6 separate regions of the Mus musculus genome follow, and regions 2, 3, 4, 5 and 6 are each linked to region 1. A link is a contact called in public promoter capture Hi-C data. All regions are on one chromosome and are shown on one strand. The core of a region is the stretch at or near the end of the contact, and the rest is flanking DNA. Distances in the headings are between cores, read along the strand shown. Region 1 holds the start of Phrf1 (PHD and ring finger domains 1). Region 2 holds the start of Ppp2r2d (protein phosphatase 2, regulatory subunit B, delta). Region 3 holds the start of Cars (cysteinyl-tRNA synthetase). Region 4 holds the start of Nap1l4 (nucleosome assembly protein 1-like 4). Region 5 holds the start of Bnip3 (BCL2/adenovirus E1B interacting protein 3). Region 6 holds the start of Lrrc27 (leucine rich repeat containing 27).

Region 1 (4,650 bases), core at 1,325-3,824:
GTGGCAGTGGGGTGCTTACCAGCATCACTGGCCAGTTCTGAGGAGCCAACCCGTGGGGGTCCATCTGGCCCAGGGCTGTGCGCCACAAGCTCATCCAAGTTGTCGTCATCCATGGCTGCACATTGGAGTTCACCTCTGAAAGAGACCAGAACCAAATAACTCCAACCTTCCCTGGCTACAGAGCCCACTCTAAAAGGTGCCATTCCCAATAGGGACCTCCCTGGTGGCCTAAGCACTGTCACACATGTAGAATCTGAGCTGTGAGACACAACACACAGTACCCTAGTCATAGAGCCATGTGCAAATATAAAACATAAAATACATCTTCATAAGAGACAGTGACTAGTTTCCAGAACCAAATGCAAAGCAGGGTCTTCGTGCCTGAGGACTAGCAATGCTCTCACCCAAGCATTCCTGAAGAGTCCTAATACAGAAATGAACCAGACAGACATATGCGCTGAAACAGAGCAGCACTTTTCACCTGAGAGCCGGTCATCACGAGGACTCCAGTGGTGAGTCGCCCATTTGCCTGTCACTAAGTGGGCATGTCACTCTTGGCCAATGCTGGCCCACTGGCCTCTGCTCAGCTGGCCACCATCAGATTATAAACCTCAGATGAAGTTCCTGGGGACTATGGCATTCCTGTGGCCCAGGCTGAAAGGCAGAAGATGCTGGGCTGTCCCTCTCCTGACTTTGTCAGCTGGAACACCTGCTAGTCCTCCTTTGCAAGCCTGTAAGAACAATGTTTAAAAGACTTCCTGTCTTCACTCTTCTGACTTTGAGGCCAGTCTGGTCTACAGAGCAAGTTCCAGGATAGCCAGGCCTACACAGAGAAACCCTGCCTCAAAAACAAAAGAGAGAGAGCCAGGGAGTTGTGGCACACCTTTAATCCCAGCACTTGTGAGGCAGAGACAGGCGGATTCTAAGTTTGGGACCAGCCTTGTCTACAGAATGAGTTCCAGGACAGCCAGGGAGACACTGAGAAACCCTGTCTCAGAAACAAACAAACAAAACAAAAAACAAAAGAGAGAAAGAAGGATCATAAATGTCACTAGATATGACCTTCCTTCTGTACCAAGCTCTAGTTCCCCAAATAAGAACCTATTCATATATGTGGTCTTTACTCCTCTGTGCCACCTAACTTTCCCAGTTACTTCCAGAGGAAGCCCCTTTCACAGAAAATTCATTCAAAAACTCACTAGCCTATCCTGTGGTACCCTATGCTTCCCACCAAACCTAATGTCCACAGTCAGAGAAAAACAAAACAAAACAAAACAGCATAAGAAAGCTGAAAAATAGGGCTCAAGATCAGGGGCCCCAGATCCTAGAGGTCCATCGGCCTCAAGAACACACAGGCTATCCACTCAAAGCCACAGGGAAGGGCGAAACCCTTCTCCAAGAGGTCAAAGGCCAGGAGAAGAGCTGATGGTCTCTAAACACAGAGGGCATAACTTAAGGAATGTCAATTGTCACATGTTGCTCCTGCCTGGGAACAGTAAAGGGAGAAGAGTTCTGATAAACTATCTTACGTCTACCTGGTGCTCAGAGAATTTGCCACAGACTCCTGCTGAAACACACCGTCTCTGATATTAGAAAATGCAGACTGAGATAGACACAGAGCTTTGGCCCATTCATGACGGGGACCTCGGTCATGGTCCCAGTTTTCAGAAAAGAGGAGCTATAAGGAACTCTGTGAACCTCACTCACACAAGTCTTGGCTTTCTCTCAGTGCTGAGTGACGCCACAGGTTGCCCTTTTCACTCAGCATTCTTCCCAGAGGAATGAGTATAGAGTGGTCTATGGGGAGAAAGGAGGAATGCCGAGCTGCAAGTCAATCTCAAACTCCAACTGTGCTTCCAACCACTGGCCAAGATGACAGTCGCCAGACACGTTACTGTTTTCTGTTGCAGAGTACTCCTTTCAAGACACGATGGGAGCAACCCGGGGTTCAAACACAAGACAGGAAGACAGGTTTGAAAGCAATGTTGGCTCTGCCACTCTGCAGCGATGTAACACTGACAAGTGACTTTACCTCTCCGAACTATGGCTGTAAAGCTCCGACAGTGGTGCCTACTCGAGAATGCTGGGAGGGCTCCTCGAACTAAGGAAAACGATAATCGCGACATCAAGCACAATTTGGGCAAGTTCAGATGGTGCTGGCCAGGGCGAGGGCCATCAGGACAGAAAACCAGGTAGCTAGGGGTCACACCTTTCTTATGCACCAGTCCAGGTTCCCGCATGACCAGACAGGTGGCCGGCACCACGCCCATGGGCCTCCCGGTCGCAGCCGGACGTTCCGGGGCTCAGCTCGAGGCCTCAGCCACCCTCTCGTCCTCCGGACCGACCCGCGGCCAGAGCGACGTAGGCCTAGCCGGCCCGGAAGGCCACAGACAAAGCGTACGGCCACCATAGGTGGCCCGCGCGGCCGGACGCGACAGGGACACCGGGCCAGAGCGGCTACCGCACGTACCCGGGAACCTCGCGCCTCCCGGACGCTCCTAGACGATCCCGCCTCTGTCCGAACACGACCGCAAGTAGGCCGGTCAGCCGCCGCCGCCGTCGCCGCGCGCTCCCCGACCCGGAAGTGCACCCATACTCTTCCGGAACTTTCTGCCCTGCCCGTTGGTGGAAACTACTAAGGCCAAAACGGGGAGGAACTCGCGGCGGAGGATGACGAGACGTTAGCGCGTCCCCTTCCTCTCAGAACACCGACTAGCCCATCACAAGTACTGTCAGAGGAGAGCAGTGTTTTGCTGAGCGTGTGCTGTCCGAGCTCTCACCAGTGCACTAAACCAGGCTGTGGGTCTCACCTCCATGCAGTTGGTACAGTCCGACTCCCCATCCGCCGCGATGAATGGGAGCGGCCCCGGGACCACGTCTCCGCCCACAACCGTCCCGCCCTCCCGTGAGCGCCTCCTCCTGGTGGCTGGACTTAACTGCAGCCCGCGGCTGGAGGAGCGCTAGAGAAAAGCTTCAGGATGTCCCCTGGGTCTTCAGGTTCCCTTCCAGTATGCAGTTAATCATGATGGATCCTGTATATACGAGCTCCTCCGTCCCCTTCAGCCCGGCGAGGAGAGGCACAGTAACTTGTGAACACCGTGAAGAACTTAATTGTATGGCACAGATAATTAATAGAAAGAACAGAACTAGAGGTTACCGCCTGGCAGTAGGACACTTTCTTGCCTAGTACGCATAAAGGCCTGGTGAGAGGGGTCAAAGTATGGAGCATAATAGGATTAGGGGAAGAACCATGAGAGGACTCAGGGAAAATTCAGACCCACAAAACTGAGACTGACCTAGAGGCTGAGGGGATCAGAGGACACTGAGGTACTAAACAGGTGGCAATCATGGCTCACTGGACTCAACTGCCCATTTTGTGGTCCAGGGACCACTGTGGCTCAGAAGGGATGGCTTTTGATAGGAATAGAAGACAGACTGTAGCCGGGCAGTGGTGGTGCACGCTTTTAATCCCAGCACTTGGGATGCAGAGGCAGGCAGGCGGGTTTCTGAGTTCAAGGCCAGCCTGGTCTTCAGAGTGAGTTCCAGGACAGCCAGGGCTATACAGAGAAACCCTGTCTCGAAAACAACAAGAACAACAACAAAAAAAAAAAAGGAAAGAAAGAAAGAAAGAAAGAAAGAAAGAAAGAAAGAAAGAAAAAAAAAAAAAGAAAAGAAAAGAAAAGAAAAAGAAAGGAGGAGAAGACAGACTGTAGATTTACTGAGAAACTGGATGAGAGGGGCAGGGAGGAGAGGGAAGGAAGAATATGAAGATGAGGAGATAGGAGTCTACTTAGAAGAGGGAAAGCTAGGGTTATCCCCAGAGAGCAGAGGACAAAAGGCTGCCTTGGAGATAAAATGTGGTGGTAGTGGGGACCAGCTTTGGAACCTGGGACTTTCAGTGCTAAAAAGTCCAGATTCTACAAAGAAACTCAAGGGTAGGGTACTGAAGAAAACAAGAAAAGGAGAAGCAAACACATACATCAAGAAGGGATCTGGGGCTGGACAGGGTGACATAACCTTTACTCTCAGAAGAGACAGGCGGACCAGTGTGAGTTCAAGGCTAGCCTGGAGCACATAGCAAGTTCCAGAACAGCCAGAGCTACAAAGAGACCCTCTTTGTCTCAAAGGAAAGAAAGGACCTGGGAGCAGGGGGGTGGTTAAGATGGAGGGGTGCTTGACTGGCATGCCCAGAGCCATGGGTTCATCCCTGGCACAAAATAAATTAGATATGGAAGCATAGGCAAGATTATATAGAAGGTCATCCTTGCATACACAGGGAGTTCAAAAACAGTCTAGACTACATGAGACTCTTAACTCAAAAACGATGGGGCTGGGAGTAAGGCCCATCTGAGACTCTGAGAGTATCAGTCTTGGAGGAAGTATAGAGAAACTCAGAAGACTGAACAGGAAAGGCCAGCATGGTAACTATGCAGTAAATTCGCTGATTTGCTGGGAAGAGAACGATAAGTAGAATTAGCTAAGAAGAGGAAATTTAAAGGAGTTTAAAAAGGAGAAATATTGTGGCTGAAAGATGGTTCAGAGGTTAAGAGCATTGGCTGCTCTTCCAGAGGTCCTGAGTTCGATTCCCAGCAACCACAAGTTGACTCACAACCATCTATAATGAGATATGGCGCCCTCTTCTGGCCTGTA
Region 2 (4,650 bases), core at 1,604-4,103, 2.4 Mb after region 1:
AAAACCAAACCCCCCCCCCCCCCAAAAAAAAACAACCCACAAAAAGCTTGGGCAGTGGTGGCACATGCCTTTAATCCCAGCACTCAGGAAGGCAGAGGCAGGCAGGATCTCTGAGTTCAAGGCCAGCCTGGTCTACAGAGCCAGGGCTACACAGAGAAACCCTATCTTGAAACAAAACAAAACAAAAACAGGTAAAACAAAACAATACAATAACAACAACAACAAAAAAAAACCCACAAAAAGTTCTAATCAGTTTAACACAAGCAACAAAATACTTCTGTTGTGGTTTTTAAGGGAAAGAATGGTATTTTCCAAAGTATAAAGTCGGTTTAAATTCATTTAACTGATCAATAAAAACCAAACCAAACCACATAGAAACTCAAAATTAAGGCAGCCTAATCTTCCTACACTGCTATCACAAGTAGGATGAATCACAGGAATAAGGCTGACCTGTCACCTACCTGGCACAAGAAAAATGAAACACAGTAATACATTTTATGCCAATACAGAAGAAACAAAATCAATAAACTATGCCACATAAAAGTCACCTGACTTCAATCTGAAACCATTCACCTCTGCAACTTTTGGAGAGCAGTTTCACAGGCCAAGATGACCTGTTCCGGTCTTGTCCCTGGGACCACAGGCCTCCAGATGTTCTCAATGGTCATGAGTCAAGCCAGACACTTCCAGAAGAGACAGGGTGGAGGAGCAAACAAGAAGCAGGACAGGACATCTGAGGAGCGCCTGCTAGTGAGGAGTGTGGGTGGAGTGAACAGACGTCTTTAAAAGAAAGTGAAAGCCCATGGTTTATTAGACACTGAACGAGTTGCTTTGAGTCTAATATAAAATGCTAATGTCAAATCTCTAAGAATAAATCCCACAGTCTTCACGCTCTCCTACTTCCCTGTCTACCTACAATGATGGCACATTTAAACTGTGATCAGGGGAAAGAAGGCAGCAGACTGAAGCTTTGAGGATAAGGAACAGTTTTATGGAAAGCTGGGCTTTGATTGCAATGCTTGCCAATAATTTCAGAATTTGGGAAGTAGAAGCAGCAGGATCAAGAATTCAAGGCCAAAGTTGGGCACAGCAGTTTATGCCTTTAACCCCGGAGGTCAGCCTGGTGCACAAAACCAGGGCTGTTCTACAGAAAAATCCTGTCTCAGAAACAAACAGTTCAATGCCAGCCTCAGCTATATAGGGAGTTTGAGGCCAATCTGAGGTACATGAAATTCTGTTTCAAAAAACAAAAATAAACTGTAAGTGGGTGGATGAGACTGCTTAGCAGGTAAAGCCATTCGCTGTCAAGCCTGATGGCCATCCCTGGGACTCACGTGGTAAAAAGAACCAACTCTGCTAAGTTGTCCTCTAACCTCCACACGTGCAGGAGCACGAACAGGCAGGCCTATGCTCACCACACACACACACACACACACACACACACACACACACACACACACACACACAGTGTGTGTTTGAAATCCCAGGACTTGGCTGGATGGGACAACATCAAAAAACAAAGTCTGGAGAAGTGACTTTAAAGAGCAGTGTGGGAAGAGAAAACACTACTCAGTTAAAAAAAGAAAACCGCCACTACTGTAGCGCTTCAGGAGACCCCATGACAAATAAGTTCCTCTTGCTCAACAACAAGAGGTGGAGATCCAGGGCTGACCGACGTCTACCTGGCCAGAGATTGGACTGGACAGACTAGCACACCTACGACCACAAACAGGGTATCCAGAGCACTCGGTGCTCCATCCCGTCCTGAGTCCAGTCCAGCATGGGCCCCCGGAGACTGATAACCCTGCATGGTTCTCCTTCCACCTTATACGGGTGCCAGGGAGATAGATGAAAGACCCTTTATATTGCATGGGCTCCCACATTAGTGTCTGGGACCTGATTTACCCCACAGGGCCTCAAGATCAACTGCCATGCCCCCCTATCTCTCTCCTTTCACAAAAATGGACCTCACCTCACCCCGTGGTACCAACTCCTAGCGGAATCCCGGGGTCGCTGCCTAGTGTCTACAGTCCTTTTTCTTCACTCCGTACAGACGCTAGTGAGACATGCATTTAAGATCGTTATACACCCCAGACTCCAAAGACCTGTGGCCGCATCTTCCTTACATGGCTCGATACCTCTGCCCCGGCCTTACCTTCTTACAGACCCTCGAGGCCGGCGTCCACGGTCGTCTCCCCATAGCCTCCCGAGGCTGGCCTCCATGGCCATCTGTGCCCACCGACCCCTGAGGCCGGCGTCATGGCCATCATCCCCATAGCCTCCCAAGGCTAGCGTCCACCGCCGTCTCCCCAACAGATCCCCGAAGCGGGACTCAGCCGCAGTCTCTCCCCAGCCCCGCGTCCGCAGCCGTCTCCCTACGGACACCCCTCCCTCTCTTCAGCCGCTGGCCGGCCGAGGGTCTCCCGGGACAACGCCGGTCAGGCGGGCAAAGGCGGCCGCGTCCGGACCGGCGGCTGAGCGAGCATGACCTTGCGGGGCTCGGGGGTTGGGGTGGGGTGTCGGTCGGGCCTCACCTTCCGCCACGTCCTCGTCGACAGCGCCCTTCACCTGCGAGAAGCACCACTGGAAGTCGTTGCCGCCCGCCGGGCAGCCGCCGCCTCCAGCTCCTGCAACAGAGCGCGCCGTCAGGCCGGCCCCGCCCCGCCCCACCACCGTCCAGTCCGCCCGCCCGCCCCGCTCGCTCGCTCGCGCACGGCCCTCACCTGCCATGGCGCGGGCGGGACGCGCCCAGCCGAGCGCGGCCGACCGAGGCGCTCCGAGCGCTCAGCCCCGGCCGCCACCGCCGCCGCCGCTGCCGCCACCGTCGCCGCCGCCGGGGAGGGAATTTTTTCCCCTTTTCAAAATGGCGCCCAATGCCCGTCGCCCCGCCGGATGACGTCATCCCCCTCCGCCTCCTCCGACGGTCAGTGCCGCGGGGGCTGCCGGGGGCGCACCGTGCGCCGACTGCGTCTGCGCGAGCTGTCTTGAGGTTGGACCTACGTAGCCGCTGCGGTCCAAGGAGAGGAGTGTCTTGGACTAGTCCGCTGGCAGATAGAGGCGGCCTTCTCGAGTCGTGTCAAGGCTAGGACGCGACGCCCTCTACGTTCTTAAGGCCTCAGACTTTCTTCTGCGGCCGGCTGGACTGGATGCTCGAAGGCCTGGGCCTTTCCTACAGCTGAGCCAACGGGAACGCGGAACCTCCGTGGATCTGCCAATAGAGAGCGCTCGGCCGTGGGCAGGCGGGGCCTCTGATCCCCGGAGCACCTGGAACCCAGCACCTGCGTGCGTAATTTTGCCCATCATCCAGGCTCTCTTGCCCCCAGAATCTTTGATCGTAGCTTCTGAGCACTGATCTCATCAGAGTGCTACTTCAGGGATTCTTTGAGCTCTCAGTATAGCCCCTAGGGAACCGTTCTCGACATTTGCTTTATTTGTGGGTGTGTTTTTCTAGCATGAAGAGGAATTATTTGTTCGTGGGCTTGACTTATCCGAAATCACTATGAAGTTGGCAGTGAGCGTACTGCACCACTAGAGGGCAGTTGTTCCAAACCAGAGCATTCTCCACTTCAAAAATGTTTTGCCTTTTAGCAAGTGCTTTTTCTATTCTCAGTCTTGGCTGGGATGCTGCTTGTGTAGAGGTGATGTGTCTGTCCTGGTGGAGTTTACTCTTCAGCGGAGAAGAGACAATAAGAAAAACCTGGGGAAAGTTAAGTGGACTAGAGTTAAATACAACACAGAAGCAGGGGAAGGAGATTGGAGCAGTTGGTATCTTTAGGAGAGCAATTAGAGGAGATAAGAAAGAATCTCAGGCTGACGTCTTGGGCGGCTGCTAGAAATGAGAACAGCTAGTGCACAGGCTGGGCCACCCTGACCTTTTCTTTCCGATGTTTTATTTTTAATTCAATTGCACACACACACTTTGATTAGGGTCTTGCCATGTAACATGAGGCTGGTCTCTAAATTGAAATACGTCTGGTTCCACCTCGTTGGCGCTGGGTTTACAAGCACGGAGCACACCTAAGCTTGCTAATGTGTTTAAAGGGCAGCAAGAAGCTGTGGGGAGAACAGAAGTGGCCAAGGAAGGCTAGTCATAGCAGTGGAGGCAAGGTGGTCCGGGACAGAGCAGGAAGCTGTTTTCAGGGGGTGAACTCTGATGAGAGGGCTGGCTATGGCCAAGAGCTGGAGAAAGTCATGAAGAAATAGGGCCTTCCATCAGTAGCAGCACTCAGGGTTGTTTCTGAAAGAACTGTCTCTGAGTTAAGTAGGAGGATAAAATGAGCTGCATGTGTCTGGGTGTATGAGAGTAATGGAGAAGAATAAGAGACATGGAGTAGTGAGGATATAGGAATGTCACCCAGATGACACTCCAGAGCATCAGGAGAGTTAAGAGCATATGTATAGTTCTGGGAGGACGTTTTGGGAGGAGCCTGAGGACGGAATTCCAAGCCTGGGAAGAAGCATTCTGAGACTGCTTGCAGAACTGGGGTTTAACTTAAGTTTATCCAGACTCCATGTAGGCATGGGTATCTCAAGTAATGCCAAGTGATCTCGATATTCCTATCTGCCTAATTGTAGCTGCATGTTTAAGTTATGTAGCTAGACAGCACTGTCACATGTGTGTCTGTGTGTACTGGGGTGCTTCTTAATGAA
Region 3 (4,650 bases), core at 1,556-4,055, 2.4 Mb before region 1:
TTCTCAGGGTAAGTTTTTAAGCACAAAAACCATGTTTTCAGTTGACATAGTTAACAAAAAGTTAGACAGAAGCAGAAATACAGAAGTTGTAAATCAAGGCTAATACATTTAGAGACTTTCCCAAACTTGTATGGACTTTGACGGATTAAGTCTTTGTTTTAGTTTTGGCCAGTGTACTGTCTACATGCTGAGTTTTACAGCCTGAATGATATTTTCATCATGGAGTCATTTGTGATAAGGTCTGAGGCCCTGTTATACTCTGGGCTTTAGTTTTTAAAGTACTGGTGTTATAGGGCTGGAGAAACAGCTTAGCAGTTGTCTTAGTCAGGGTTTCTATTCCTGGACAAACATCATGACCAAGAAGCAAGTTGGGGAGAAAAGGGTTTATTCGGCTTACACTTCCATACTGCTATTCATCACCAAGGAAGTCAGGACTGGAACTCAAGCAGGTCAGAAAGCAGGAGCTGATGCGGAAGCCATGGAGGGATGTTCCTTGCTGGCTTGCTTCCCCTGGCTTGCTCAGCCTGCTTTTTTTTTTTTTTTTTTTTTTTTTTTTTTTTTTTTTGAGATAGAGTTTCTCTGTATAGCCCTGGCTGTCCTGGAACTCACTTTGTAGACCAGGCTGGCCTCGAACTCAGAAATCCGCCTACTTCTGCCTCCTGAGTGCTGGGATTAAAGGCGTGTGCCACCACGCCCTGCTCAGCCTGCTCTCTTATAGGACCCAAGACTACCAGCCCAGAGATGGTCCCACCCACAAGGGGCCTTTCCCCCTTGATCACTAATTGAGAAAATGCCCCACAGCTGGATCTCATGGAGGCATTTCCCCAACTGAAGCTCCTTGTTCTATAATAACTCCAGCTTGTGTCAAGTTGACACAAAAGTAGCCAGTACGGCAATTAAGAACCTGGCTACTCTTCCAGTGGACCTGGTTTTGGTTCCCAGTAACCATGTGACAGCTCACAACCACTGGTGTCTCTAGTTCCAGTTGTTGGGGGTCTGTTGCCCTCTTCTGGCCTCCTCAGGCACTGAACAGATGTAAATGCCGGCAAAACATTTCTACATGTAAAATAAAAATTATCTCAAAAACTTTAAAAAGAAAGTACTGGCAGCAAAAATACAGTATTTTTGAGAAAGTTGTGAAGTTAGCAATATATGCTCTGATCACTTTAATATGTTTAATACTTTATGTATGTATATAATGGGTTTGTATATGCTTGGCCCAGGGAGTTGCACTATTAGGAGTGCCTTGTTAGAATAGGTGTGTCACCGTGGGTTTGGGCTTTAACACCCTCATTCTAGCTGCCTGGAAGCCAGTCTTCTAGCGGCCTTCAGCTGAAGAGGTCTAACTCTCACCTCCTGCCTTGATGATAATGTACTGAACCACTGAACCTGTAAACCAACCCCAATTAAATGTTGTCCTTATAAGAGTTGCCTTGGTCATGGTGTCTCTTCACAGCAGTAAGACCCTAACTAAGACCTATGTGATACATTATTTCTCTGCTGCCCATGAAATGAACCAATTCAAGCCTGATTAGAGTACATATAGGCAGGTTTATTAGGAAGCTGCTCTCAGGCGAAAGTTCACTGGCCCCAAGGACTGAGGCCAAGGAAGTCACCATGGTGGGGGAGGAGAGAGAAAGAGAAAGGGTGTGAACATAGAGAAGACAGGAGGAGCGATGAGGAAGACCAAAACATCTGGTTTATATAGGGAAGAGCCTCTGGGGGAAGGGCAGTCCAGCCCCTGGGCTGGAAAGTTCAGGGTTACAGCAAGGGTATGCCAGGTAGGGACTGAGGGATGCTGAGAGAACCTGGAGGCCAGGTTTGCTTTGAAATATAAAATTTGCACCTCAGTCCCTTGTCCCAAGGGTACATAACCAAACAATACATATTACCAAGTATCAATTATTTTTTAATTAATTATTTATTTATGTTGAGACAGAGTCTCTTATGGAGCCATGGCTGACTTGGAACTCACTGAGAACTGCCTGCTTCTCCCTCCTGAGTTTCCAGGAATTAAGACCATGGTTGCCAGAATATATATATACCAGAATATATAATTGTATTTATTTATTTCCCTGCACACACACACAACACATGTCTTTTTCACCACAGGCATGCAAAGCCCACAAGGATCAAAAGAGGGTTAGGATCCCATGGAACTGAAGTTACAACCGGTTGTGAGCAGTTGTGAGTGCTAGAAATCAAACCGGTGTCCTCCAGAAGAGCAGCCGTGCTCTTGACCACCGAACCATCTTCCAACCTCAAAACGGAGCTTTTAAAAAAAAAAAAAAATTGTGAGACAGGGTCTCGCTATATACCTGGCTATGTTTCTAAAATAATACTTTCCATTTCTTCTCATAAACCTCCCTCTGATGGTGTGTCTTGGGAGGCGACATCAGGAATTAAGGAACACACAGGAAATAAAAGGATTCAGGAGAGAGTGTAACAGGAACCACCTGTTTCCAGGCTTGTGTGGCCTTTTGGAGAGTGTCTCAGAAAAAGGCGTCTTCCTCGCCCCTCTCCTCCAGTCGCTGAGTCCCTTGCCCCACCCTTTCCCTTGCATCTCTTTAATCTCTACTCGTTTTGCCCCGCCCCTCTACCCAGCTCCTCGCCCCTCCCACTCCCCCATTTCGTCCCGCCCCTCCCAGCCCTCTTCAGCAGCCCGGGTTTGCGCTTCTCACTGTCTTAGCCCTTTGGTGTCTATTAAGTTCCGCGCCAGCGTAAACCATAGTATTCTCCCATCATGCCCCACGTCGGCGTCAGTTTGCAGTTGCCTAGCTACTGGACATGCCCGGAAGACGACTGGTGGGGCGGGACTTCCGGCGCCGCGGTTGCATCAGATTCTGGAAGGCGTCTGTGGCGGCGGCCGCGGGTCTTGATTCCCAGTGATGGCAGGTTCCTCCGCGGAGCAGGGTGAGGTTTGCGGGATGACTGTGGAGCTCTGGGTACAAGCATGGCCCGAGTAGGCAGTACCGGGCTGGGGCTGTGTGGGCAGCATGGTCCAAGGAGGCAGTGCCCAGGCCAGTGCTGTGGCGACAGCGGTGGAACGAGTGGGTAATGCCAAGCGAGCCAGGGGTTGGGGGCAGCAAGACCCAGGGACTCAGTGCTCAGGTCGGGTCTGTGGGGACAACCATGGACTAAGTGGGCAGTGCCCAGACCAGTGATCCGAAGATAGTAAAGGCTTAAATGGGCAGTGGCAGGCAAAGGCTGTTCGGCAGAGGATCCCTGGGCGGGAAGTGACCAGCCAGGGCTCTAGAGTGGAGGCTATTGGGTTGGGCAGTGGCTAGGTCAGGGCTCTAGGAACAGTGCATGCCCAGGTGGGCAGTGACAAGCTAGAGATCTGGATTAGGCAGTGACTGGAGTGGGCAGAGATGGATCCTCAGGTGAGTAGTATCCAGTCCAGGGCTCTGGGATAAAACGTTCTCCGGTAAGCCTGTGGGGACAGCCGTGGCCCAAGTGGGCAGTGCAAAACCAAAGCTCTGGGGATGGCCAGCGTCTCAATGGACAGTGGCAGGCCAGGACCTGGGGGTGGCTGCCATGACTCCCTGAAGCTAGAGTACTCCTTGGTGGGACCTGACTCCTGTCTTGTAAGTGCCTCCCTTCCTCAGCTTCAATTTTTTGATTGGGTTAAGGCTAAAGTTTCCTTGGATACTCAGCAATAGGAGAGATGGTCCTGTTTCAAATAGCCTGACTCTAGTTGGTACCTGGATGAGACCTCACCACTCCCCCTCCTGCCCTGGCTGGACTTTGGGGGTAAGGCAAAGGCCCAAAGATTGTTTTGGTCTTCTGCCCAAGCAGGTGGGCGGAAGGGCACATGAGGTTGGTACTTAGGGAAGTAGGGCAGAGGAAGCAGGGACTCCGTGTACGCATACATGAAAGAGCTTGGGGATTTATGAAGGCTTTAATCTCCAGTGTGGTCAGCAGTCACCACAGAGACCTGTCCAGTCAGAGCATCACTGTCAGAGCATCATTGGCAATCTACTTTATTGCCAATTGGGAGATTCCCTCAGAAAGCAGTCACTTACGTCACCCCAGGGTAGACCTGGGCCTTGGCAGATCGCTGAAGAGCAGTGTCTTTTCTCATCTTTTTAGCAAGTGGGTTCTAGAAAGAGCAAAGGCCTTGGCCCATATCCTGGAAGGTGAGAAGCAAGCCTTCAAAGGCAGAATGCTTAGTGTAGGTTTTAGTCTCTGTGATGAAGCCAGAAATTAGATGTGAGCTCTGACTTCTCAGTTACCTGTCTCCAAGATCTCTCAGGCATCCTGTGGTGCTCTGTGGTTACTGTGGCCTTGCTGGATTCTGATCACCTGAGTACCCAGATGACAAGACTGCTTAGCATGTGCCTAGTGACAGTGGTACCTACCTTTGTATTCTAGCATTCCACTCAACTGGCATGCCTAGTTTCTATCTGCTTCACCCACAGCAGCTTTTGTAAGTCCACCTAGACTACTATAACACAGAAGCATGGCCAGCAGCTCCACCCTGAGCTGCCCAACAGGTCTAGGATCACAACTATGCCCATACTCACATTACAGGAAATGGGTCCTGCCACTGAGGGTGGTGTAGTCATAGGAAGAACTTGGAACAGTGCCAGGTGTGTAAGGACCAGGTCTGTCAAGAATGGGACTCTGCGACTCCATCCATCCATCCAT
Region 4 (4,650 bases), core at 950-3,449, 2.3 Mb before region 1:
AATTAAGTAGTGTCATGCTGTAGACCTCCCCCCCCACACCTTCTGAGCACCTCTCTTAATCCCTATGCTTCAGCCTGTATTCAAATAGCTTTATTAACCCAGGCATGGTAGTGAATAACTTTAATCCTAGGAGGCAGAAGCAGTCAGATAGATCTCTATGAGTTAACAGGCTAGGGCTACATAGACCCTGTCTTAGAGATAATAAATAATGAAATACCATTATTAAACTTATTACCAGTTATTGGGGTCTGAGTGTTTTATTCAAGGAATTGAAATAAAGATACACACAGATTGTAAGGTAGCAAGGAAATAGTATCCAAAAGTGAATAGTACAGATCAGAAATACTCTGTGACAGGCCCACGAGGCTGGCCTTGAATTTCTAGAGATCTGTCTGCCTCTTCTTCCTGAGTGCTGGGATTAAAGGTGTGTGCCACTACTGCCTGGTGTCTTACTTAATATTAAAAAGGGGGGTTTGGGCTGGAGAGATGGCTCAGCGGTTAAGAGCACTGACTGCTCTTCCAGAGGTCCTGAGTTCAATTCCAGCAACCGCATAGTGGCTCACAACCATCTGTAATGGGATCTGATGCTCTCTTCTAGTGTGTCTGAAGACAGCTGCAGTGTACTTATATACAATAAATAAATCTTTTTTAAAAATATGTTGGGGGGACTTTTACACTGCCCAGAGCATTATTAGAAAAGCATTATGTGTAGTCCAAACCAAATAAGTCCCTGGCTACCAAACTATTTTCTATACTTGTCTGATTTAACCACATCCACTCCCCAAATAAAAATGAAGTAAAAACCTGGTGGTGCTGCTGCACGGCTTTAATCTCAGCACCGGAGAGGCAGAGGCAGGTGGATTTCTGTGAGTTTGAGGGCATCCTGGTCTACAGATCGAGTTCCAGAACAGCTAGGGCTACACAGAGAAACCCTGTCGTGGAAAAGCAAAACCAGCCACTAACCAATCAAAATGTCAGGAAAAAAAAATGTATGTCAGAAAAAAATGTAAGTAAAAACATACGAGCTTATTTACTTTCCTTAATTTTGTAAGCGAAACTGTTTATACATAGTTCCAATTTAAGAATGAAAGAGAAGTAATACAGAAAAACAATGCTGTAGACCTTCTGGCCTTCAGTAACCACACTTCATTTTAAGTTTTTGTTTTTCAGACAGGGTTGCATGTTGCTCAGACTGGCCCCACACTGGCTACATAGTTGGAAGTGACAAACTGCTCATTCTGTCACCTGTATCTCTTATCTCAGAAGTACTGGGATTGAAGGCATGCATGTTGCACCATACCCAGCTTTGTTTCCAACTGCCCTGTTCGTAGAATTTGTTAGGAAAACACACATTATCTGCAAGCAAGTTATTTATTCTTATCAGATGTTGTCTATTGCTTCAATGAAAACACCATGACCAAAAAGCAAGTTAGGGAGGAAAGGGTTTATTTGGCTTACACGTCTATATTGCTGTTCATTACTGAAGGAAGTCAGGATAGGAACTCAAGCAGGGCTGGAACCTGGAGGCAGAAGCTGATGCACAGGCCATGGAGGGGTGCTGCTTACTGGCTTGTGCAGCTTGCTTTCTTACAGACACCACCAATAAGCCCAGGGGTGGTACTACCCACAATGGGCTGGGTCCTCTCCCACCAATCATTGAGAAAATGCCTTACAGTTGGATCCTATGGAGGCATTTTCTCAAAGCTCCCTCCTTTCAGATAACTCTAGTTTGTATCAAATTGACACACAAAACCAGCCAGTACAGATGTGCTGAACTTTTCTATCAGAAGGGTAGTCCCATGCCAGGCAGGCACTGTAGACAGAGGGTCAGAAGGCCTTGAGAAGTAGGCGGTGCTTTTCCCAGGCCGGGGGAAGGCAGGGAGTTGTAAGTAATCTGGAAAGAGCGTTGCCGATGTGGTCCAGGAAGCTCAAACCCTAGAGGTTGTAACAAGCCCAAAGTCCTACACGCGCGCCCAGCAGCCCCTTTAAAGAAGCACGAACTGCGCGTGCGCCGGAACACACGTCACTACTCTAACTACATATAGCTCGCGGGCTTAGGCTGGACGCCGTGCTCCCTCAACAGATTTTGATTGGATACCGCCTTTCCTAGTGCCTGGTGCAGTTGATAAACAGCTCTATTGTCCATTCGTCGCCCGTTTTGCTCGCAGAGGGTGGAGCCCGGCGATACGGCCAATGGCAGGTGGTTTTGTTGGCGACCACGGCGGTGCAGCCCCGGAGCGAGCTTAGGACAGGCGCCACTGCCGCAGGAGGCGCGAGGTGCGGTGCTGGCGGGTAACGGCGCGGCGGGCGGCTGGCGAGGGACTGGGGCGGAGGAGGCGGAGACGGGGAGGAGTGGGCGGCGCGGGCAGGCCGACGCGCCATGGCGGCGAGCAGAGGCGGGCGGCGACCGGGTCAGAGGTCCGGGTGGCGGGTGGCGGCGGATGGCGGGCCGGTCCCTCCTCCGTGCAGCCCCGCCCCCGGCTGAAGGTCAGCGCGCTTTGTTCCCGCCGCCCGAGAACCCACGCGAAGCGGCGCAGGCGGTTCCTTGAGAGGACAAGGCCTCCCCAGCGAGGTGGGCCTGGGTACGCCTCGTCTCAGACCGCGCCTGGGAAGGAAGGGGTCTACTGGGCCGCCGCCTCGCCCTTCCGGGCTTTGCATGCTCTCCGCACAGTGCCCCGGTCTCTGAGCCAGACCTCACTCTCTGAGCCTGCGGTGGAGGCGGAGCCAGCCTAGTGACACACACTGAGCCTTCAGACCCGGGCGCCCCTAACGGGTTCAGGGTCGTCAGCAGTACCCCTTCTTCCGAGGGTATCCTTGGGGCAAGTTGGCCCGCACTTCCTCCAACTCTGCTTCGCTGCCTCTTGGAGGAATTTCCGCGGTAGCTTCCGGCGCGTGCGCTGCGGTAACGAGCATATGCATATTCCACAGCAAAAAGACTCAAGTTTAAGTTTTTGGTCCAAAAGTTAAATGCTTTTAAGTTACTGCCGCCTTCCTGTCATAGTAGTTGCTTCCTCTCGGTGACTAATCTCCGCTTACTACACACCAGGGGCTCCTTTAAGCTCCTGACGTGTCTTAACTCATTCACAATAGTACGTGATGTAGGTGCAACAGGCTGACTGTGCATTAGCAAGAAACGCCTGGGTTTTGAAGTGGTTCGGTTTGTGGAATATTTGTAGGTCTGACAGATGAGCGTACCTAATCTGGAAATCCAAAATGTGCTCGAAAAGAAGTGGGTTTTGGGACGTTCTGATTTCTTTTCTTCTTCTTCTTTTTTTTTTTTTTTTTTTGGTATAGGAGTATTCGACCTGTATTGCAAATTAAGTCCCTGATAGGTTAAGTGTGATGGTACCTTGCATCTAAATTCAAATAGATTTAATCTGGCTCAGTTTTAATAATAAATGTTTATTATTAAATAAATAACGTATTGAAACAAATATTCAGATGAACAGTAAGATTCAGAGAAAGCAGGGCTTTGATAGGACTAGAGTATAGTTCACCTGTCGGGTAGTCTACAGCTGTATCATTTTAACTAAAGTAGATGCTGTAAAACTCAGTTGTCGGTCTCAACCCCCCCCCTTAGTTGACCAATATTGGTTCACAGTGTCATAACATTTAAACACATTTTGATGTTTTAGCTTTAAATCCCGAACTGTTTTTCACAGTTAATATAGAATAGCTGGTGAAAATAATAGTGATTTTATCGTTTTTTGAAAATTCTGGAATTGTATTACCAAAGTTCTGGGGGAAAATGTATGTATTTTGGGATCTTCTCAGAAATCATGGCTTGTGAGCTGGCCATTTGGCTTTGTGTAGTTGAGTATATAGAATATACCAGTGGGCAATAAATCTCCTGCAGGGGTGGTATTCTTAGAAATGAGGTAGTTCACCACTTTGGTCTGACTTTGTACTTGAGTCTTAAAATGCCCCAGCTAAGATAGATATGGCAGTATACACCTAGATTCCCAACTGCTCTGGAACTGTTTAAAATCTGTCTTGGAAAAACAGCAAGATCCTATCTCACTTTTTTTTTCCTGTTTGCCTCTTGTTAGTGAAAGTATACTGTCCCTGCTAGCTGTCTTTATGTTGTGTATAAAAGTTTATGTTGTATTTGTATAAAAATTTAACTGCCAGTACCTAAAATTTTGGTTTTTGGAAGAAAAAAAATCCTAGACAAGAGAGTTAATTTAGGGGTGGTTAAGATCATTGTGTGCTTTTGCAGAGGACCTAGGTTTGAGTCCCATACTCATAAGGTGGCTTCTAATAGTCTATAACTTAAGTCCCAGGGTTCCAACAGCCTCTTCTGGCCTCTGCAAGTAGTGCACAGACAAGCAGGGAAACCACCCATACACATAAATAAGTTAGAAATTTAAGAAAGGGTAGTTTAAATCTGAAGGTCTAAGGGCAACTCTCAGTGTGAAATAGGCACATCAGTGAGTTCTTTGCTGCTTGCATCCAGCCCCAGGTGACCTGTTTTGAAAAAGAGGCAGTAGTAATGAGCTGTTGGGGACTTCTAGCCCGTGAGTACAAGGTTTTTTTGTTTACTTAAAAGGAAATGTAAGTGGGTGTGTTGGCTTGTATCTGTATTCCAGCTCTTAAAAGGTAGAAGCAGGAAGCTCAAGGCCAGCCAGCGCTACTGCAAGAAAGATGAAG
Region 5 (4,650 bases), core at 1,450-3,949, 2.3 Mb after region 1:
GGTTGTCAGACTTGGTGACAAGCACCTTTACCTGCTGAGGCCCCTGTTCTACTTATGTAAGTTACTTATGGAAACAGGGTTTCATGTAGTCCAGGCTGGCCTCAAAGTCACTATGTGGGTAAATCTCAGCCTAGAACTGATCCTTCTGGCTCTACATCCCAAGTGTGCCTGGCTAGAAGTTGTTGGTAGATGCACCAGGCTTCTGAGCCACACTACTGGCATTATTTGCTTAGTCATGAATGGAGTGCCTCTGAGGTACTGCAGCCGTTGAGGGACAGATTCACTGAGACTCTCCATGGGGTTGAGAGTAAGTTGGGAAAGTCACTCAGGTACCTTAGATTTTTCCCAGACTGCTTTCCATAGACCAGGCTGGCCTCGAACTCAGAAATTTGCCTGCCTCTGCTGCCTCCCAAGTGCTGGGATTAAAGATGCGTGCCACCACCTCCCACTTTTCTCCCCCCCTTTGAACGGGCTTTCACCTTGTAACTCAGCTGGCCTGGAACTCACCATGTGGACCAGCTGGGCCTCTAATTCACAGAGATCCACCTGCCTCTGCCTCCCAGAGGGCTAGGATTAAAGGCGTGGTGCTCCACTACAAACAACTGACTCCTTTGCCTGTTTTTTATTGAATGGTCTAAAGAGGTGGACAACCTTTTCTCCTTAAAAATACATATGTCTACAGCACTCAGGGGGCAGACGCAGGCTGATTTTCTGAGAGCTCGATGCCAGCCTGGCTTACATGGTGAGTTCCATGAGACCTAGAGAGACCCTGTAATAAATAAATAGCCTCATATACACACACATACACACACACATACATACATACATAGAAAATAAAAAAGGGCCGGGCAGTGGTGGTGCACGCTTTTAATCCCAGCATTTGGGAGGCAGAGGCAGATTTCTGAGTTCGAGGCCAGCGTGGTCTACAGAGTGAGTTCCAGGACAGCCAGGGCTGCACAGAGAAACTCTGTCTTGAAAAACCATTAAAAAAAAAAAAAAGAAAAAAAAAGAAAGAAAAAAAAAGAAAAAAAAAGGATAAACATAAATTTCTACTTATAACATCCCTAACCCCTTCAAATCCACATTTTCGTTTTTCCTTTTCTTAGTAGACTGGTGTAGAGAATTCCCAGACCCTTCTCTTTCCCTTTGTCATTCAGGCACACATATCTATGCAAGCTGGGGATTGAACCCTTGGATTTGCTGGACACGGAGGCTATCACCAAGCAGGACCACAGCTGTTTCTTGCTGGACACAGAGTCTGTCACCAAGCAGGACCACAGCTGTTTTTTTCTTGCTAGGTGTGGTAGTATGTCTGTAATCCCAGCACCTGGGGGGTTGAGACAAAGGTTTGGTGTCTGTAGCAGAGAATCTGTTTATTGTTCTGAAGGCCCTAGGCTAGAGCTCCGAGCACTGTAAGAAAGCAAGCTTTCAGTTAAGAGTGGTGGAACCACTGGGAAGCTGGGGCAGGAAAAAAAGTTTAAGACCAGAGTAGGTTACAAAGCGAATCTGTCTAAAAAAAGACATCAGATTCAGTCTGGTGACATGGCTCAGCTGCAGTGAACTTGCATGTGCAAGGCCCTCGTATAACCTTAGCACTCCAAACAAAACAAACGGAAATCAAGGCTGCATAGCTATAATCCCAGCTCTCAGGAGGCGAAAGCAGTAGGATCGGAAATTCAAGGTTAGCTTTTGCTACACAGCCAATTCAAAGCCAGCCTCGGTTATGACATTGTCTGGGAAAAAACAAAACACCAAATGAAGCTGCTTCTAGTGACCTGACCCACTGCTACTAAGATAGCTTCTTTTGAGGTTCACAAGCCCCTTCTCTATCCCAGAACTGTATCAAGAGGGAATTCCAACCTCCAAGTACAGAGAAGCTACTGGGTAGGTTACAGGGAGGATGCAGAATCCTCAAAACTGGCCCTCCAAAGGTCTCTCCAACCGTTCCTGTCCAAAAATGCCGTCCTTTCTCGCATGCAGCATACCACAGCACTACCCAACTCGCCATTGATGCTGCAGTAGAATACTGGCAAATTTTTTGTTTTGCTTTGTTGTAAACAGCTTCATACAGTGCAGCCCAGCCTGGCCACGAACCAGGGCTGGGACTAGAGTTATACATAAGCACTCCCGGACTGCATTTTTCTTAAAGATGCAACCTAAAAAACTATCTGTAAGCGTGCATAGAGACAGCGAGACCATGTGTGCTCCCATTGCTGGCGCTCGCAGGTTCCGGAGGAGATTGGGGAACTATGGGTCAACCGCGAGCAGGAGGGGCAAACTCAGCACCCAAGGCCAGACGCCCAAAAACCTGGCCGCACGTCCTCATGCCACGCCTATCTCGGAGCCCGCCCACGTCTGCCCACCTCCAGCCTGGCTTCAAGACCCGCCTCTTGGCCTCTGCAATGCGCGCACCTCGGAGTCCCAAGGCTCAGACCTCGAGCCCCGCCCCCAGACTCTTCCCTACCCGCCTAGGTCCCAGTTACTCCAGCCTCAGGCACAGCCCCCGGTCCACTTCTGCATTAGACCTTAAAAACAGCCGCCCTCCCGCGCACTCCTGCCTCAGGCCCCGCCCATGCCGGCGCACGCGCCGCACGTGCCACACGCTCCCCCGCGTTCCTCCCCCACCTGCAGGCCCCGCCCCCCAGCCAATGGGCTCCGCCGCCGCGTGCGTCCCGCCCCGCCCCGCCCCTTGTCCCTCAGTCCAGTGTCGCCTGGCCTCAGAACTGAGCGGCGCAGGCTGCCCCTGCTACCTCTCGGTGACCGCCTCCCAGGCCTGTCGCAGTTGGGTTCGGGCTCCTTTGCCGAGCCACCATGTCGCAGAGCGGGGAGGAGAACCTGCAGGGTGAGGCAGTGGGCCGAGAGGGGCCGCGGAGGCGGTAGGGTCGCGGGCTGGGGTGCGGTGAGTGGAGGCCGCGATGCAGTTCGGTGCAGCCGGGGCTGGGTGGTGAGCCTCGGGGCATCTTACAGACAGTACCTTCACAGGCAGGCCGGGTCTTTCTTTCCTGCTCTGTTCTTCACACTGTCATAGTTCTGTATTTTCAGACTCTGTAGGTCAGGGGAGCCTCGAACTCTGCGATCCTCCTTCCTCAGCTTCCCGAGTAGCTCAGATTTCAGGCCCTTGGCGTCCCCTTGTTCAGAGTTGCTTAAGTGAGTTAGAGGTTGCAGTTGAATTTTCAGTGCTTTGATTGAAGTCATTAATATTTATGACTGTAGTGCCTTTCACTTTTCCTACTTGGTACTGGGGACAGAACCAGATCTGAACGTGCTGGGTAAGTGCTCATTTCCCGAGCAACACTACCAGTTTTCATTTTATTGCTTTAAGACATACTGGTCTTGAACTTGTGATCCTCCTGGTTCAGCCTCTAGAGTAGCTGGAATTTGGAATTAACAGGCTTTGCCGCTGTGTCCCCTCTCCCCCAATCTTTACCCCTGGCTTGCTTTGTTGCCACTTCCTGATGGAAGAGGAGGATACAGGGTTTCAGACCTCTGTCAGGTTTTAGAGTTAAGAGGTGGGATAGCCGCACAGTGGTGGCACAAACCTTTTATCCCAGCAATCAGGAGGCAGAGGCAGGGGGATTTCTGTAAATTCGAGGCCAACCTGGTCTACAGAGTGAATTTCAGGACAGCCAAGTCTACAAAGAGAAAAACAGAGAGGGGGTATGGCTGGAGGTAGTGTGGAAGAGAGCTACAACAGCTCAAAAGGAGGGTAAAGTGCTTATAATTTAGTTCAGTAGGCTCACTGCAAGCAGTGAAGTAGATTGTAGGTTAAAATGGAAGTGAGGCTGGGTGTGGTGACACACCTAAAATCCCATCATGGGGTGGGTGAAGTTGAGTCTTGACAAATTCCAGGTTAGCCTGGACTACACAGTCGTACCAGGCTAGTTCGGGGCTCTGTAGCCAGACCCTGTCTCACAAATAACAGAAAGGCTCTCCCAGCATCAGCCTTTACAGACTGTTAGCACTGCGCAGACAGCTGCTAGTTTTGCAAGGCCAGCCTGGGTGCTATGTGCCATTGTCCATTTCTGAGAGCTACCTGGTGGGCCTGAGTTGAGTCTGAGTTGAGTCTCAGGCCCTGAGACTGGAGGAGGATCCTGTTGACCTTTGTACTCTCTGAAGCAAGAGTTCACCAGGTAAAACGCATGTCAGTAAACGTGAGAGAGAGGCTTTCCAAACCTTTAAAATGAATGCTTTAGTGTCAACTCCCCTCCCCCCCCCCAGGCAGGGTCTCACTCTCAGTGAACTCCCAGAGATCTGCCTGCCTCCACCTCCCTAGTGCTGGGATTAAAGGTGTGGGCCACAGTACCCACTTTAGTGTGAAGACGTGGTTTCTCTGTATAGCTCTGGCTGTCCTAGAACTTGTGTAGACTATGCTGTCCAGAGATTCTGTGTCCTGGAGTACTGGAATAGGGTAACTCAGAGCAGTGTTGTGTTAAAAGAGTTTTTAAAAAGCTTGCATTCAGAGACACTGAGTTAGCTGAATTTATTACCCTAAACGAGATTTTAGTAGGCAGAATTTAATCAGCCTAACACATTACAGAATCTGTATTTTCAAACTACAGCCACATTAAAAAAAAAATCTCGTAATTCAGGTTTTATTCCCTAATGTCAAACGTCAAACAGTTGGAATTTTTTGATTGAGAAGTTTTTTTG
Region 6 (4,650 bases), core at 1,187-3,686, 2.0 Mb after region 1:
GTCTGCCATCATCAACACTGCTTGCTCCAGAAAGCACAGGGGCAAGGCAACTTTACTAGGGAGTTCCCTGAAGGCCGGTCTGACACAAAGGAAAGCTGTGTGTAACATCACGAGAATGAGAGAAAATTTTCAAGTGTTTTCAGAGTGCCCGGGGAGTTCAGAAGAACATGTATTTTAAATCAGAGACCCAGGGTGTCTGGGCACTGATCTCCACCCGACTTTCTCATGAAGAAACACAACCCATGGTTGGCAAAGAGCTGCCCCATCCCGATACCTAGCTCTCTCTGTTGCCTGGCACCGCATCTCAATTGCTCTTTGTTGTGATCAGCCAGTGAAACGCCAGTGAACCCTCTTGCTCCTTCTAGAATTCACCTCTCTGAACAAGAGGAACAAAGGGCCAGAGCTGATTCTGCTGCTGGCTGCAGGCACGCGTGCATCCTAACCCTCCCAGCATCTGGACTTACTTGGAGGTTGGGAATTTTAAAGAACTTTCCCAAATGGCGCAGGCCTCTTTGACTCAGGTCTAAAACTGGTGAGGAAGAAAAGATGACCCCTTCAAAGTCCATTTGATCATCACCCTCTCTGGAAAAGTGATCGGGGAAGCTCTTGGTGGCGGCAGCAGCATCATCCTTGAGATCTTTAGCAGCCTTGGGGTCTTTAGCAGCCTTCTCGGCCACTGCTTGGGGGCTGGTGTCCTCCATGTGATGCGCTCCAGTGGCCACTGCTCATCCTTCTTGGTATGGAGTCACCTGGAAACAAGGGGGGTGGGGGTGGTGTGTGTGTCTTAGCAACCAGAAGTCACACGGGGGTGGGGGGGTGGGGGGAGGGGGGATGGACTCGAGTTGCTGAAAAAGCAACAGTACTATGAATTTAGCTTTAAACTTGTAAATGCTGGGACATAAGGAGGTACTGGTTATATTCTTTGCTCCTCACGCTGTACCACAAAGTTTGAAGAAGAGAATGACAATTATGATTCGAGAAGGGGGGCTCAAGTAGTCTGGGCTGGCCTCCAACTCACTGTGGTGAACTTCTAACTCCTGATCTTCCTGTATGCACCTCCAAAGTGCTTAGATGACAAGCAAACAGCCACCTGACTACAGTCTAACTGGAAGATACCAGTGGAAACAAGCATCCAGGATGAAAACACCGGGGGACTTTTCAAGTTTGCAAAACACCTGTAAGATGGGAAGAGATAAGACAGTTTCCTATTTCCACCCTGGAAATTCCTCTGCTTCTTGTATCCAAGACTCTGAAGTCAGGAAGCCAACCCCTGCCTCCCACACTGGCCCAGACCAGACCAAAGAGGTATCTAGGTGGGCACTAGGGAAAAACCTGGGCAATGACAATCTTGCATCTTAGTTCAATAATCCTGTTGCTTAGCCAGGGTATTACTTGCAAAACCATCCAAGCAAAGAGGATGGCTGAAAGATCTGCCAAATGCTGGCACACTTTCCTAGTTTCACTCTCCTTTAAGGAGCGGGTGACTTTTCAGTTAAGGAGCTGGTCTTAAAGGTGTACAATTCATGGGGAACCTAGGTCTGCGTTGGCAGGAGATATGCCACCCCCCCCCCCAAGCTGGGTAATGGGTCTCCCTAAGGTCTCCAAGCCTTTGCATAGTCTACGGCTTATTGTATTTTTTTTCTACACCTTGGAATTAGGAGGAAAGATTCTGCCTCCATCAAATTACATTGTAAGGAAAATGTGTGGACAAGAGGGAGGCAGGGGACTAGTGATGCTGTTTCCAGACTGGGCTGGTAGGGGAACTCGACTTTTGGACCTCAATCCCATCTTCCCAGGTGCGGCCACTGTAAAAGGGTAGGGGATCTAGTCATAGTTCTCTCCCACCACCGCGCCATCAAAGGCTGACGTTCACAGGACCCCCAGCAGACCAGACTCACTGCTCTGTGAGTCTGTGGCGGTCTCCTCAACCCAACCCAGCGTCTACTCCCGCCCGCCAGACTGTGACCCCGCCCCACAACCTGGTGGCCGGGTCCCATCCAGTGCAGCCGGCTAGCGGTGACTGACGTAACAGCTATCCCACCCTCCAGCCCCGTTGCTCTTCCCCGCCCACCTGCGACTCCGCCCTGACACGTCGGCTGCCCCGCCTCCGAGAGGCTCAGGCACCACCTAACAAACCAGCGAGCTGCGCGGTTTACCAGGTCGCCATGGAGACGCTGCTGCGGTACGGAGGCCGGAAGGCATCAAGTCGCAGGTCTGGCTTGGGATAGCTTCGGTGCGCGTGCGCTTACCGCCTCTTATGCTGGAGGTGGGCGACAAGGCCAGAAAGAAACTTCGAGAGGATGGGCTGGTGGATTCGGGGAGGGCTTGGGGACCCGAAGGAGGTCGAGTGATGCTTCTGCTGACCAGACCGTCTTCCAGGGCCATGGACCCTCGGGCCTCAGGCCTCTGGAACTGACCGCTGCCCTCCGCGCCTGCGCAGAAGCAGCTGCCGCAGTGCTGCGCTCTCGGCTTCCCAGGCTGGTGCCGGGTTTGCTGGCCCTTTTGTCCTGGGGCCTGGATCTGCACAGACTCTCCTAGTGTGGAAACTTGGAGGCTGTCCTTTTCCATTTAGAAACCTGCAGAGCAGGGTATTCTGGGAGGCAGGTCAACCAAGTCCATAGACCCTAAACCTTTAGAGAAAAAGGATCCCTCCCGAAAAGAGAAATTACGGGAACGTGGTAAACTGCCTTAGTATCAGATCTGGTGGGGATAGAAGGCCCGCTGCGGATTCTAGAGGATCCTGACCAATGAAGTGATATGGGTCACTCCTTTCTGGGGGCCAGAAGTTGAGATCTTAGCAATTTCCACCGTTTTTAGTGAGTAATGTGTCACACACAGAGCAACATGACACGTCATCAATTCTAAGGGAAACTATCGGAAATGAACTGGCCTGGACATTGAATTATGCCCTTAGCTAACGTGCTCAGTGATATAATCTTGCTAAACATTTTTGAAGTAGCAAAGCAGGATGGAACTGAAAGTATAAGATGGGACCAAAGTGGAAGTCTAGATCCAAAACAACAGCAAATTTTGTTTACTCAGGCCAGCAAGATGAGTTAATGCTTAGAACCTAGGTAGGGGAGAACCAATTCCACAGAGTTGTCCTGTGGTATCCCCTATATGAATGCAATAATAAATTTAAATAATAGAATAGAATTTTCAATTCATTTACTAATATATTCTTTAGGACTGAAAGTGAGATGGGAGTAAGTTGTAAGAAAATATCCCCAAACAAGAAAACAAGAAAACCTAGGAAACTCAAGAGTTGTGGGAGCCCAGTAGCCCTCTGATCAAATGTCTCCTGATGTCCCTTCAACACTGCAGAGATGGCGGCTGGCAGCTGGAATCCCCCCGAGTGTTCCATTGGTTACAGGTTGCTAAAGCTTGGGGTCAAGAGGTGCTGTGAGGAGCGTTAGGATACAGAGCAGGCAGGGCATTCCTGCCTGGCCACACAGGCCATCAGAGAGGCCCCTTTCTGGTGGCTCTCAGTGGAATGCTTGCCACGTACTCATGGGATCACCAGAATCCATTTAAAAAGTTCAGGTGCAGCAGTGTATGCCTATAATTCCTGTTCTTGGAGACAGGCAAGCGGATTCTGAGGGCTCACCGGCCAACCAGCCTCAACCACTGTGGAGCTCTAAGCCAGTGAGACCCTGTGTCAAAAAACAAAACAAACAAGTTAACAGCTCCTTAGGAACAACACCCATAGTTGACATTCAACCTCTACATATGTACATATACCCACCCACATATGTGTGCAGATATGTACACACACACATGCACACGCACACAAGTACACATGCTCCACCTTTCCTGCTACTAGGAAAATAGAATTATATCCAAAATTAGACATTAATTTATACACATTTGATTGGCAAAATGAGATGCTTGGTGTAATGGTCATGTGCTGGGAACTGGTGTCCATAGGCACCTCGGGGAGCCACTGGGTACTCCAGCCTAGCAGCATCTCAGCCCACTGCTTCATCCTACGGTTGTCTTGAGTTTTGATTTCCTTTAGAAGCCCATAAAATTGGTTTTTGTATCTGGTAGTTAATTATATGTAGGAACTCATCTTGCCTTTTTTTGTGCTCACTTTATTACCCAGCTAAACCGCCTCTGTTGAGTAGTTCTCTTGGCAAGTGTTTCTGGGCTATTCTCCTTAAGCTTATGAATGTAGCCTCTTTGTTTTCATCTAATTCTTGAATGACTATTTAACTGGTACGGAGTTCCTTGTTGACAACAATTTTCTATCAGAATTTTAAAGATATTGCTTGCTGGCTGCGGTTGAAAAGGCTGCTGCCAGCCCCATTGCCATTTCAGTGAAGGAAGCTGAAACCCTTCCGAAATCTGCATCCCTGTGTTTCTAGGTGCATACCAGGTTTCATTCTGTGCCTGGTGGGGACTATGTCCTGTGCTCAGGCTCTTGCCAGCCTTTTTTCTGCCATTTTATTACATGTCTACACCCTGACCTTGACTCACATTGCTAGCAACCCCTCACTATTCCCCCCTCCCCTCCTCAGAATGGTTCTTCCTCAGACTTACCCAGCTCCTGCCATGGCCATCTACCAGCTCACTAAAGCTTTCCCCCTGGGGTGCAAACCTCATTTTTCATGTCTAACTCTTTTCTCCTCTCTCTCTCTCTCTCTCTCT

The links. Promoter capture Hi-C pulls out the DNA fragments that hold promoters and counts their contacts.
Region 2: a promoter capture Hi-C map of pre-B cells shows a contact between it and region 1, with 4 times the contacts expected there. The contact joins the promoter of Ppp2r2d here to the promoter of Phrf1 in region 1.
Region 3: a contact with region 1 is called in a promoter capture Hi-C map of pre-B cells, with 2.9 times the contacts expected there. The contact joins the promoter of Cars here to the promoter of Phrf1 in region 1.
Region 4: a promoter capture Hi-C map of liver shows a contact between it and region 1, with 4 times the contacts expected there. The contact joins the promoter of Nap1l4 here to the promoter of Phrf1 in region 1. A contact is called at or near these places in 4 of 39 promoter capture datasets (the C10 cell line, erythroid cells, liver and 1 more) and 1 of 115 datasets of contacts at active chromatin or transcription factors (extraembryonic endoderm stem cells).
Region 5: a contact with region 1 is called in a promoter capture Hi-C map of pre-B cells, with 2.4 times the contacts expected there. The contact joins the promoter of Bnip3 here to the promoter of Phrf1 in region 1. A contact is called at or near these places in 1 of 39 promoter capture datasets (pre-B cells) and 1 of 484 Hi-C or Micro-C datasets (trophoblast stem cells).
Region 6: a contact with region 1 is called in a promoter capture Hi-C map of pre-B cells, with 3 times the contacts expected there. The contact joins the promoter of Lrrc27 here to the promoter of Phrf1 in region 1. A contact is called at or near these places in 2 of 39 promoter capture datasets (cranial neural crest and pre-B cells).

What each region holds. Positions count from the first base shown.
Region 1 is chr7:141,226,712-141,231,361 of GRCm38.p6, reverse strand. Phrf1 (PHD and ring finger domains 1) reads right to left here and starts at 2,574. Exons shown (of 18, transcript NM_001081118.1): 1 at 2,471-2,574; 2 at 20-135. The coding sequence starts at 113. It overlaps Gm51460, which reads left to right and starts at 1,746. Exons shown (of 1, transcript XM_030243134.1): 1 at 1,746-3,156. The coding sequence starts at 2,151. The coding sequence ends at 2,639.
Region 2 is chr7:138,844,589-138,849,238 of GRCm38.p6, reverse strand. It overlaps Ppp2r2d (protein phosphatase 2, regulatory subunit B, delta), which reads right to left and starts at 2,853. Exons shown (of 9, transcript NM_026391.2): 1 at 2,724-2,853; 2 at 2,535-2,627. The coding sequence starts at 2,730. It overlaps Mapk1ip1 (mitogen-activated protein kinase 1 interacting protein 1), which reads left to right and starts at 2,972. Exons shown (of 2, transcript NM_001045483.1): 1 at 2,972-3,282.
Region 3 is chr7:143,598,245-143,602,894 of GRCm38.p6, reverse strand. Cars (cysteinyl-tRNA synthetase) reads left to right here and starts at 2,805. Exons shown (of 23, transcript NM_013742.5): 1 at 2,805-2,913. The coding sequence starts at 2,889. Gm15579 (a long non-coding RNA gene) reads right to left here and starts at 2,791. Exons shown (of 2, transcript XR_870064.3): 1 at 2,682-2,791; 2 at 2,037-2,272.
Region 4 is chr7:143,546,669-143,551,318 of GRCm38.p6, reverse strand. Nap1l4 (nucleosome assembly protein 1-like 4) reads left to right here and starts at 2,199. Exons shown (of 16, transcript NM_008672.3): 1 at 2,199-2,277.
Region 5 is chr7:138,907,555-138,912,204 of GRCm38.p6, reverse strand. It overlaps Bnip3 (BCL2/adenovirus E1B interacting protein 3), which reads left to right and starts at 2,699. Exons shown (of 6, transcript NM_009760.4): 1 at 2,699-2,842. The coding sequence starts at 2,812.
Region 6 is chr7:139,210,774-139,215,423 of GRCm38.p6, reverse strand. It overlaps Lrrc27 (leucine rich repeat containing 27), which reads right to left and starts at 2,436. Exons shown (of 11, transcript NM_027164.1): 1 at 2,157-2,436; 2 at 465-749. The coding sequence starts at 701. It also overlaps a transcript of Stk32c not described here.